Regions from separate parts of the Mus musculus genome. Here regions 1, 3 and 4 are each linked to region 2. The links are chromatin contacts, called in public HiChIP or PLAC-seq maps. All regions are on one chromosome and are shown on one strand. The core of a region is the stretch at or near the end of the contact, and the rest is flanking DNA. Distances in the headings are between cores, read along the strand shown.

Evidence for each region. HiChIP or PLAC-seq counts read pairs in DNA pulled down with a chosen protein or histone mark.
Region 1: a BATF HiChIP or PLAC-seq map of CD8 T cells shows a contact between it and region 2, with 14 read pairs. The contact joins the promoter of Atp6v0a1 here to the enhancer-like site in region 2. A contact is called at or near these places in 13 of 39 promoter capture datasets (the 3T3-L1 cell line, 3T3-L1-derived adipocytes, the C10 cell line and 8 more), 3 of 115 datasets of contacts at active chromatin or transcription factors (CD8 T cells, embryonic midbrain and embryonic stem cells) and 5 of 9 other capture datasets (adipose tissue, embryonic stem cells, liver and 2 more).
Region 3: a contact with region 2 is called in a BATF HiChIP or PLAC-seq map of CD8 T cells, with 7 read pairs. The contact joins the promoter of Ifi35 here to the enhancer-like site in region 2. A contact is called at or near these places in 4 of 39 promoter capture datasets (cranial neural crest, frontonasal cranial neural crest, hematopoietic stem and progenitor cells and 1 more), 1 of 484 Hi-C or Micro-C datasets (bone marrow), 5 of 115 datasets of contacts at active chromatin or transcription factors (CD8 T cells, the SCID.adh cell line, bone marrow-derived macrophages and 2 more) and 2 of 9 other capture datasets (adipose tissue and liver).
Region 4: a BATF HiChIP or PLAC-seq map of CD8 T cells shows a contact between it and region 2, with 6 read pairs. The contact joins two enhancer-like sites. A contact is called at or near these places in 12 of 39 promoter capture datasets (the C10 cell line, cranial neural crest, embryonic stem cells and 7 more), 3 of 15 datasets of contacts at CTCF or cohesin (the G1E-ER4 cell line, embryonic stem cells and large pre-B cells), 24 of 484 Hi-C or Micro-C datasets (the BV-2 cell line, the C2C12 cell line, the CH12 cell line and 13 more), 17 of 115 datasets of contacts at active chromatin or transcription factors (CD8 T cells, the NIH/3T3 cell line, T-cell acute lymphoblastic leukemia and 14 more) and 4 of 9 other capture datasets (adipose tissue, embryonic stem cells, liver and 1 more).

The regions. Positions count from the first base shown.
Region 1 is chr11:101,008,164-101,010,863 of GRCm38.p6, forward strand. It overlaps Atp6v0a1 (ATPase, H+ transporting, lysosomal V0 subunit A1), which reads left to right and starts at 1,278. Exons shown (of 22, transcript NM_016920.4): 1 at 1,278-1,401.
Region 2 is chr11:101,194,027-101,196,726 of GRCm38.p6, forward strand. Ezh1 (enhancer of zeste 1 polycomb repressive complex 2 subunit) reads right to left here. Exons shown (of 21, transcript NM_007970.3): 16 at 1,493-1,671; 17 at 860-955; 18 at 442-523. Among named protein-coding and RNA genes, the nearest start is that of Cntnap1, 19 kb to the left of the region's middle. Within about 2 kb of position 1,260, at least 11 of the 459 cell types and tissues checked have an H3K27ac peak or open chromatin away from gene starts, as enhancers often do. A contact at or near this core is called in CD8 T cells, where this site is marked.
Region 3 is chr11:101,447,040-101,449,739 of GRCm38.p6, forward strand. It overlaps Ifi35 (interferon-induced protein 35), which reads left to right and starts at 1,373. Exons shown (of 7, transcript NM_027320.4): 1 at 1,373-1,583. The coding sequence starts at 1,563.
Region 4 is chr11:101,062,046-101,064,745 of GRCm38.p6, forward strand. It overlaps Atp6v0a1 (ATPase, H+ transporting, lysosomal V0 subunit A1), which reads left to right. Exons shown (of 22, transcript NM_016920.4): 22 at 267-1,674. The coding sequence ends at 360. Among named protein-coding and RNA genes, the nearest start is that of Naglu, 6.7 kb to the right of the region's middle. Within about 2 kb of position 1,281, at least 213 of the 459 cell types and tissues checked have an H3K27ac peak or open chromatin away from gene starts, as enhancers often do. A contact at or near this core is called in CD8 T cells, where this site is marked.

The DNA of each region.
Region 1 (2,700 bases), core at 28-2,527, 190 kb before region 2:
AGGGAAACCACGGCGTGGGGTGTAGAAACAACTCAAGTGAACTATAGTCCGGGATAGGCTTTCTTACAGGTAGTGTATGAAACACTTGTTTGCGGTTAGGAAGCAGCTGACTCTGAGGTTAGCTTTTTTTTTCTAAGTCTACGAGGAAGGAAGTGACAGTCATTGTGAAATACTTGGCAGGATTTCAATTGTGGGTCCCTGCCTGTAGAAGGAGCTTCAGAATGTGAAAACCGTAAAGCCTAGGTCTCAGAAATGCTGCTTCTCGAGAGAATTGTAATGAAGCAATACCTTCAATTACCATGTGCAGTAGAAAAATTCAAATAAAATGTTCACTGTGTCCATCATTTTGTTCGGGCTCACAAAACACGTTTTGTAATACTTCTGCCAAGCAGATAAAAATTATCAGTACAAGTTGCTTTTTTTTTTTTTTTTAAATCCGAAATACCTCCTTCACTACACTTGAATCTCAATGAGTTCCGCCACCCACAGAGACTGACTGACCAGTTCTCCAAGTTCCTCCTGATGTTTCTGCTGACTCCCTACTCTTCTTTAATTGGGGGGAAAGGACTCTATCAATATTTAGAAAAGGAGCTTTAAAAAAAAAAGGTAGGTATTATTTTGCATTCAAAAGATATATGAGGAACTGAAAACTCCTACGTGGTCAGATGGGTTCACAGAAACCTAGTAAGCAAGATAAAAATAATTACTTTGTCAACATGTGGTCTTCCGGGGATTTTTTTTTTTTTTCCAATTTGGATAAGTGTAAATCCTAGGTAGCTGCTGGAAGAATGAATCCGATACTTTGTAAGTGGACGAGATCCTATGTCTCTAATATAGGACTTATCTTAAGTCGCTCTCCAGTCTGGGGCTCAAATATTTTCAGAGGTCTAAGAACGACATAGGATGCGTATACGTAAAGAAGACTAGCTTTGAGGCTCCCTTCAAGCTCTCAGATCATTCTATAATGTGCCCATTTCTTTCATGCTGCTTTCTCCAAGAAAAAGTTGTGAATTGGTTCTCTGGAAAGTAGAGATGGCAGGTAACCTTGCTCCGAGGATAATAGAGAGAAAGGATTCTGATGGGCTCAAAAGGCAAACACTTCAAAAGTCACACGCCCAGCCCAGATGACTTCCAAACTGGGATAGAAATCACAACGCCGGAACAAAGATGGCGACTGCACACCAGGACTCGCCCGAGCCCCATAGACTCTGCACTGCGGCAGCAGGGGAGAGGCAGCATCCTATTGGTCAACTGAGATGAAATCATCTCGGGGGCGGGACTCGACGGTGGCGTGGGGGCGGAGCCTTGCTTGCGTACGCTGGTCGGCGACTCTGCTCAGCCTGAGCCGGGGTCGCTTTGCTGCGGCGGCTGCGGTCGCGGCGGCGGCGGAGCCGGCGAGAGGTGAGCTGGGGTTGTAGAAAGAGCGCTTCCCCGAGTGGCTTTCGAGGGGACGTGGAGCGCACTCGGATACCTCGGATGCTTGTCAGAAGAATTAGCCAGGATCTTAGGTCTCTGAGAAAAATATGGGGGGCTCATCTCCCTCTTCGGACACCCTTCCTGTGGGCAGAGGAACTGGAGGGCCACTGCTCAGGAATGACCCGGGAGAGGAGGAGGCGAAAGGACAGAAGAGATCGGATAGGCAGAGTGATCTGGGGGGATTTCTTAAAGGGTCTTACAATTTGGGGATTTCTTCCCTAACCAGGAGACAGGTTATGCCTGGTCCAGAAAATTTCTGCGCTCTCACTGTGCAGCTTAGAAACGAAGAGGTGAACGACAAATGCTCCCTGCTAGAAAGGGAGGATTGGAGAATCCGAGCGAGAGTCCTCCTGGGAGGACCTTGGGTTTGGATCACCCTTTTGCAGAATTACTTTCTTCGTACTTCATTTCGCGACCCCTGGAAACCGCTTTTCCAAATTCGTATTGTGTTTGGTTTCAGTGGGGGTAGAGATAGTCTTGGAGAGGCCTGTAATCATGAAGGAACAGGAGGAGGGCGGTAACTCACTGGAGGCTGTCAGCCCTGTCAGCCCTGTCAGCTATGCCTGTCAGACATGATTTCATTTATTTTGAGGTTGTGGCATCTATCCTCGTTCAAGGTGGAAAGGACTGGTTATAGCTTATGTGGGTGATTCATATTCTTAAGTCAACCCACATAATCTCTTGAGAAATGCTTGCTTTTAGTCGAGTGTGTTATTTTGCTCTCCTTGAACACCTAATGCCGAAAGGATTTGTTTTTCGGGTTCCTCAAAATGTCTTCCTGCCTTCCCGAAGGGCAAATCTTCTCGGAAACATCAGTCTTATCTATCGATTAACATGGAATTTGCATGACGTTACGACATTAAAAGTGATGCAGTGCATGATGATCTGTTGAGGATAGATACTGCAGATGCTGCTGTACCGAAGCTGAGCGGGGAGCTTATCGCGAATAAATAATTGCATTTTCAGTACCACTGATAGCGCCAGCTGCTGACCTGAACGGAAGCCTTCAGGCTCCTAGGAGAGACTTGACAGATAGAAGAAGGCAGTTGTCTTTGAGGATGGGGATGAGTCGCAGGAAGCTGCAGAGGTGGAAGGCTTTTCCTCCGGCTTGTTAAAAGTGCTTTGTCATTACCAACGTTTTCCTGTCATGCCTGAATTGAAATTAAGCTGTGTGGGCTCCTTTGTCTTTTTTTAAAATGATGTTAATATGTTGGAGTTCCTTAG
Region 2 (2,700 bases), core at 10-2,509:
TCTAGCCTGTCAAATGCTGGGGTTATAGGCATCAGAAATGTGCCTAGCTTCAATCCCCCATTCTGTAGCTCTACTTTAGGATCAGTTAAGAGGTAACAGAAACAATTTAATCTAATGGGAACGTGAAGCCCAGAATAGTAACAGAATATGTGAAAGTGCAGCCTGCCTCCTCATGAGACAGCATCCCCTGGAGTCCTCCCTCTGAATTTTGGATCTCCTCCCACCTATTGGTTAGGGTACCTTCTCAAGTGCAAGTGCCCATGTTCCCATTCCTAACACAGCTCAGAAATGAAGCAGAGCCCAGGAGGCTTCCCAGCTCAGCTTAGCACTCTGCTTTAAGAGTCGGTCGAGTCAGTGCTGATTGGAACCTGGATCATAGCCAAGGCTGCTTAGTGTGAAGACTTGCACATGATCACCTAGGTACAGAAGGCCATGCCATACCATTGTTGAGGTTGAAGAGGAAGCTGGACATGTATTTATCATAGACCTTCCCTCGACGATCAGCCTCATCCTGAGAGATGAGCTGGAGGAGTAAACAAGGAAGAAGTGGATGTCTCGCCTGCTCGAGGTCTGACACTGTCCTACCTGGGAAGGGGCAGTGCAGGAGAGCAAGACTCTGCTAGCCCTCTCCACCAAAGCTGACCAGGGTGAAGGCTAGAGAGAGCAAGATACCAACACTTGACAAACAGTGGTTTGTTTCAGGATTGCAAACAGTTCTGTGGGATCCCCTGAGAGGCCACATGAAAACTGGGCTGAGTTATTTAGAGATGAATTCACAGAAGCCTAACCCACAGAAAGTCAGAGAGCTTCTTGTCAGTATCTTCCCAGTAAGAACACGGGCTGAACCTGGAACACTCACCTCACCACAATATTCAGAAATGAATTCATTCTTCTGCACAGACTCCTTGATGAAGGTGCCCCATCCGGCCACATCGGAAGGGGCCAGCAGCAGGTGCTGGGGGAGAGGGAGGCAAGCCTTAGATGGCGGGCGGGTGGGCGGGTGTGAGTGGGTGTGAGTGCTTCATGTGCACGTGTGGGACGGGGGCAGGTGGAAAGAACTACCAACTGTCAGGGGAACCTGAAAACAGAAGAGGTCCAAACCATTTCACTCTTGAGGGGTAAGAACAAAAACTGGAAATGGTAAAGGAAACAGGATATTTTCTTCCTCTTCCTTGTGGACCTCCGGGGCTGAGTCTGGGCATACATCATAATGTAGGCAGTAGAAGGGGCAACTCTGGGGCTGTGGAGCCCAGAGGGAAAGTGCTTGCCTCTCATGTGCAGAGACTTGGACTTCAACCCAACACCACAGGGGAATAGAATGGTCTATACCCCTCTGCTCCTTTTGGTAGAATGGAAAATTAGATTACTTTGACCACTGACAAGATCTGTCAAGCACTTTTACATACAACCCCTCTGAGGAGCCAAAGGAACAATGACACCTGGTAACATTTCCTCCTTCCCACTGTCATCTTGACCCAAGAAAAGACCTCACCTTTTTGAGGCCACGCTGGATGCTGCAGTTTTTGCAAGACACCACCTTACAGTCCCAGTGCTCTGAGGCCCCACAGGTGAGGCACAAGTCAGGGTCACACTCACGAACTGCCAAGTAGCATGGACATTGCTTGGTATTGCACTGAGTCTTACAGCGACAACCAGGAAAGCGATTCTGGCCTGAGTGGGGAGATTGGGATGGTTAGGAAGCGGGCACTCATGCAGGTCGGACTCGGGGAGAGCAGAGAACTGAATGTGACATGTCCAAGGACTCTTGGCACAACAGGCAGAAGGTTCCTTCCCCTGAACATCTGGCTTTTCCCTCAAGACAAGGAAGTGCCTCCGTTAGGGCTCAGGACATGGCTCAGTTGTTAAAGCACTCACCGTGTAAACATGAGAAACTAATTTTGATCCACAGAACCTATATACAAATGTCAGGCATGGAACCACCTATGTGCTTAGAACCCCAGTGCAGGGAAAGTGCAGACGGATGGATTCCTGGCGCTCACTCACCACACAACCTAGCTAATGAGCAAGCCCTTAGCTGCAGTGAAAGATCCCATCTAGAAAAACAAGGTAGGTGGTTCCTCACGAATGACACCCAAGGTTAACCTCTGGCCACACACACATGCACGCGTGTGCTAACACAGAGACACACACACTATGAACTAATTCCCAACAGACAAAAAGGCAGGTGTGACTATTAAGTGTCACCTGGAGATTTCCTAACAGGGTCCCCCTCTCGTCCTTGTTGACAGAATTTGGAACTGAGGTGGAAAGAACCCAGAAGAAAATGAAATCAGTGCTTTTCACAGTAAAGCCTCCTCATCAAAACAAGCACCGTCTTCGGAAACGAACGCAGCATCCGCTCTGTGCGGTCCTCGCTGCCCACAGCTCAGCAGCACTAGCTCTTATCTACTGTGGCTGAGATCACTATCTCTTCCTTGTCAGGTGACAATCACAGCACAGAGGCCTGGGTACTGCCCTCTGCAAACCCAGAGGCTGCCATCTATTGCTTGGCCACAAGCAGGAAAAATGAGGAAAGGTTAAGGTGGGTAAGAAGTGGAGAACTATTTTTCTGCTGACACCTCCTACCCTGTCTCCTACCAGATATGTGCACACCCATGTAAATAGTAAGTATGTATGTATGTATTTTTATTTGATGTGTGTGCCCACGTATCCATGTGAAACACATGCTTGAATCACCAC
Region 3 (2,700 bases), core at 123-2,622, 250 kb after region 2:
AAACCCTGTCTCGAAAAAAAAAAAAAAAAAAAGCACTGACTTCTTTCAGAGGCTCTGAGTTCAAATCCCAGCAACCACATGGTGGCTCACAACTATCTGTAATTAGAATCTGATTCACAACTCTGGTGTGTTTCTGAGGACGGCTACTGAGTGCTCATATAAATAAAAGGGGGCTGGTGAGATGGCTCAGTGGGTAAGAGCACCCGACTGCTCTTCCAAAGGTCCAGAGTTCAAATCCCAGCAACCACATGGTGGCTCACAACCATCCTTAATGAGATCTGATGCCCTCTTCTGGTGTGTCTGAAGACAGCTACAGTGTACTTACATATAATAAATAATAAATAAATCTTAAAAAAAAAAAAATAAATAAAAAATAAATAAATAAATAAATAAAAGGGCTTTTTAGTTGGGCTGGTGAGATGGCTCAGTGGATAAAAGCACTGACTGCGCCAGACAGTGGTGGCTCAACGCCATTAATCCCAGCACTTGGGAGGCAGAGGCAGGCGAGTTTCGGAGTTCCAGGCCAGCCTGGTCTACAAGACAGCATGGTTACAGGACAGCCAAGGCTACACAGATAAAACCCCTGTCTCGGAAACAATAAAACCAACAAAAAGCACTGACTGCTCTTCCGAAGGTCCTGAGTACAATTCCCAGCAACCACGTGGTGACTCGAAACCATCTGCAATGTGATCTGACTCCCTGGTCTGGAGTGTCTGATGACAGCTACAGTGTACTTACACATAATAAATAAATCTTTTTTAAAAGAAAAAGGTTACCAATAGCCATGTGGATACTGGGAGTTGAACCTGGGTCCTCTGGTACTCAACAGCTGAACCCTTTATATTTTGGGTTTTGGAGGTAGGATTTCTCTGTGTACCTGTGGCTGCCCTGAAAAATCACTCTGTAGACTAGGCTTGACTGGTCACAGAGATCCACCTGCCTCTTTGAACGCTGGCATCAAAGATGTGCCGCCGCCACTTGACTCACAGGTTTTTTTTGTTTTGTTTTTTTTTTTTGGTTTTTTGGAGACAGTTTCTCTGCATAGCCCTGGCTGTCCTGGAACTCACTTTGTAGACCAGGTTGGCCTCGAACTCAGAAATCCGCCTGCCTCTGCCTCCAGGGTGACTCACAGTTCTTTAATCACAGCTTTTTGGAGGCAAAAGCAGACAGATCTCAAGGGTGTGAAGCCAGCTAGAGCTGCAGTACTGAGAGCCTGTCTGTCTGGAAGTCTTAAAAATCCTACCATGGTTTATGCTAGAACTGGCTGCCTGGGAAAGTCTTCCCTTTGCGGTCCCAGGAGCACATGCCTGACTGGGTAGTTAGATTTGATGACTTGGAAGGCTCCGCCCAAGGGTGGGGCTGTATGCTCAGAAGCAGAATTCACAGAAATGAAAGTGGAAGTGAGGCCGGCAAGCAAGCAACAGCAGTGGAAGTGTGTTTCAGACGCTGCTGGAGGCTGAGGAGACCAGAGCCACCTCTGAGGGGTCAAAGAGTTTAGTCCTTCAGAACTCTTCACTGCCAACCCTGCTCTGAAGCCCCAGCTTCTGCCAGACGTGAGAGCCATGTCTGTGACCCTGCAAACTGTAAGTACGGGAGCAGGGGAGCATTTGTCGCATGTGGGGAGGGGCGGGAACACAGTGTTCTAGGCTTAGACCTGCTCGGCTCAAGCCTGCTAAGGGTGGAAGAGAAGTAGAGCGCTTAGGGTACCTTGGTCTGTGGATCTTGTCATTTACCTATTGTCAAAACCAGGACTCTGACACCTAAAGTAAGGACCTTGATCATTCTTTTTGGTTTTTCGAGACGGGGTTTCTCTGTTTAGCCCTGGCTGTCCTGGAACTCACTCTGGAGACCAGGCTGGCCTCGAACTCAGAAATCTGCCTGCCTGTGCCTCCCAAGTGCTGGGATTAAAGGTGTGCGCCACCACTGCCCGGCCTTGATCTTTCTTTATGTGGATGTATGCTTCAGGGTTGTAGAGAGCTGTAAGCATCAAAGGTTTCTGGCTATTCTAAACAGCAAAGGGAATACTCTGAGGTACTTCCCAGCCAAAAACTCCTCCCCTCAGAATGCCATGTCAACCTGACCATTGGTCCTCTCTGGGACAGGTGGTCTTTCTAAGTGCCTCTGACTGAGGCCACCTCAGATAGGCTAGGTTGAGCTGTGAAGTCTGCCTGCCAACAGCCAGTGAGGCCTCAGGAGGAAGCACAGTGGGCAGCCACCTTCGAGGAGGGATCCAATGCAGCTTGTCCTCAGCAGCTCTGCCTCCCCTTGTTAGTCTTCTGGCACGGAAAACTTCCATTTATCTCCCAGATACAATAAAAAAAGGGAGCGATTTGGAGCCAAATAAGGAAAAAGCAATATTGAAGAGCCAACCTGCCTGGTTTCAGATCCTAGTTTCTTCAGACATGTTGCACTGGACCAAACATTAGCTTTTCTAAAGTTGACAGTCTAATCCCTTCACTTACTATGTAGGGATATTACACTTCTTCACAAAGATACCTAGAGGGAAGGCTAGAGAGCTAGCTCAGTCTATAAACTGCTTACCTTAAGAGTATGAGAAGAGGGGCTGGAGAGATGGCTCAGTGGTTAAGAGCACTAAATGCTCTTCCAGAGGTCCTGAGTTCAATTCCCAGCAACCACATGTAATGGGATCCGATGCCCTCTTCTGATGTGCCTGAGAAAAGCAACAGTGTACTCACATAC
Region 4 (2,700 bases), core at 31-2,530, 130 kb before region 2:
TAGGAGCTGGAGTTACAGGCAGTTGTGAGCAGTCATGTGGGTGCTGGAAACCCAGGTCCTCTGCAAGAGCAGCCCGTACTCTAACCACGGAGCCATTTAACCTCCTTATTTTATTTTATTTTTATTTTTGACGGGGTCTCACAATGTCACCCTGGCTGGCCACCAATCCACCTGCCTCTGTCCCCCACGGTTGAAGTGTGGGCCACCACACTCAGCCCTGTTCCATTTTCCCTGTGAAATGACAGCTGTGCTCTTCTGCGTTGCAGGGTGGAGTTCCAGAACAAATTCTACACTGGGACTGGCTTCAAGTTCCTCCCCTTCTCCTTTGAGCACATTCGGGAAGGGAAGTTTGATGAGTGAGTCTGAGGCAGGGCGCATGCCCAGAGCAGCTCCCCTGCCCGTCTCCACAGTGATCAGCTGTGTCTCTCTTGCCTGCTGGTTGTGATCCCTGGATGCCTGGGCCTTTGTGTCGCCCTGCAACCCCTTGTCCCTGCTGTGACTCACTTAGGTAGTGCTGGCCTTGCCTCGGTCTCTCTACCCCAAAACTTTGGATTGAATGCTGAATGACTGTGCCTGATACTCACCCATCCCCACGGCACCGGCTAGGCCCCTTGGCCCCCCAGACAGACAGCCCTGTTCCACCCCCTGCTGGTGAGCCAACCTGCACAGCCACATCGGGGCACAGAGCCCTCAGGATGCAAGGGATCCCTCTTCAGTCCAGGAGTTCTTGGTCACACCTTGGAGGAGGATGGTAATTGGTCCTCTCCTACAGGGGGACACTGCTTATGAAACACATCCCACTCCACTAGCAGGGACAGTCAGGAAGATGCTGCGGTCATCCCTTGCCCAGCCCTCTCCAGTTAATATTCAGGAAATTAGGCTGGCCCCACCTGGACCATCCCAAAGGTCCCAGGATAGCCACCACCCTCCTAAGCACCCCCTCCTCGAGCCCTGTTGGCGCAGCATAGCATCCCTGGGACTGGGGGGGTCTCACCGACTTGCAGCACTGGGCTTCCGGATCTTAGGTTCCCTCCACCCAGTCTGTAGGTGAATGGGCCTTGCCCAACACTACACCCCAAGGCAGAAGTTAAAATTGGCCCATCTCTGAGCCCTTCTGCACCCTGATCATGATGTCCTGAGGCTGTGGTCAGTAAGGTTGGTTCTGCTGGCAGGCCTGCCTTGATCTGCCCACTGAGACTCCCTCCCCAAGCCCCGCACTGACCCCAGGTTTCAGGAGTGGTGTCCTGGGCAGGGAAGGTCATTTACAATTTGCTAAGCGGAGGTGACTGTTGGGCTGCCAGCGCAGGTATGGGAGCGCTGCCCAGGCCTGCCAAGCCCTCGCCGGCTACCTCATGTACTGTGGATCTCAGACCCTTCTAATCATGTGCTGACTCCTGCAATTCACTCACTGCCTTCCCTGTGGAAGTGACACTAAATCAGCAAGGCCCCTCCCCTCCCCCACCCAGGTGCTCATGAGAACTACCCCCACACTCGCCCAGGCAGGACCGGCCCATGGTGACCTTGTTCTGAACCCCTCTGTCCTTTTGTGCCCGGTTACGTGATCTTTGCTCTGTTTGCAGAGAGGCCTGCAGCAGAGCTCTTTGTGGGGACCCTGTCCAAGGCCTTCTGTCCAGACATCTTATCCGGAATAAAGTGTGTTTGACTCTCAGAAAAGCTGCCTGTCTCTGAGTGTGTGTGTAGGGGGGTGCGGGGAGGCTGTCACTCTAGCTCTGCCCTCCGGAGCCCATCTGGTGCCCACACCCACTTCCTCCTGCCTGCCAGCCTTTCTGCTTTTCTTCCTGATCTGAGGCCACAGTCGCCCTGGCCCTGGCTGGGCGGTGAGTCTGTGAAATTAGCACCTTATCTCAAGTCGCCCAGGCGCCTTCCCACTGCCCTGAGCCAAGTTTGCATTGCTTGGGCAGTCTCTATCTCCCTTCCCTTCCCTGTGTATCCCAAGCAGAGAAGGGGGCCTGGGTGTCTGCCCCGACTTCTCTCCAAGTGCATTCTCCAGCCCTCCATGGCCTGGCTATTTTGAGCCCTAAAGCCTTTGGCCTCGGTATAAGTGGAGGCTTGGCAGGCTCCTCAGGGCAGCTGGAGAATGTGACATGCTGAAGTAGGCAAGCTAAGGGCCAGAGAACCGGTAGACTATGCGGGGAGAAGGCTGGGTGGGGAGGCCACTTCCCGTCTCTGAGACATACACATTCTTTCTCTGCCCTGCCCCCTACACACACACACACACACACACACACACAGGGCTGGTTTATGGCACAGGAATGTAACACCTGCTTCTCATAAGAACAGGGAGAAGAGCTGGGACATCCTGTTCATTCCATCTTCTTAGTCCACCCTAGTCTATACCCCTCTCTCCCAACCAGCAGGTCACCTCCCCTGGAGCAGTGCTCCCCGACTCCATCTTTAAATGAAAGCCCCAAAGAAAACCCTGATCCTCTTGCTCACAGGGAGGACTAACTAGAATGGCAGAGTCAAGAATCCAGGATCAAATGCTAATTTACAGTCAGCCAAGATTAGACAAAGAGGCCAAGGTAATTCTCCGCAGAGAGAACAGAGCCTGACACTATATATCTGCAGTCCCGGCCCTCTGGGGGTGGATACAGGATTGGGAGTTCAAGGCCAGCCTGAACTACATGAGACCTGGTTTCCAAAACAACACAACAAAAACCCCTTTGTTTTCAGTAACTG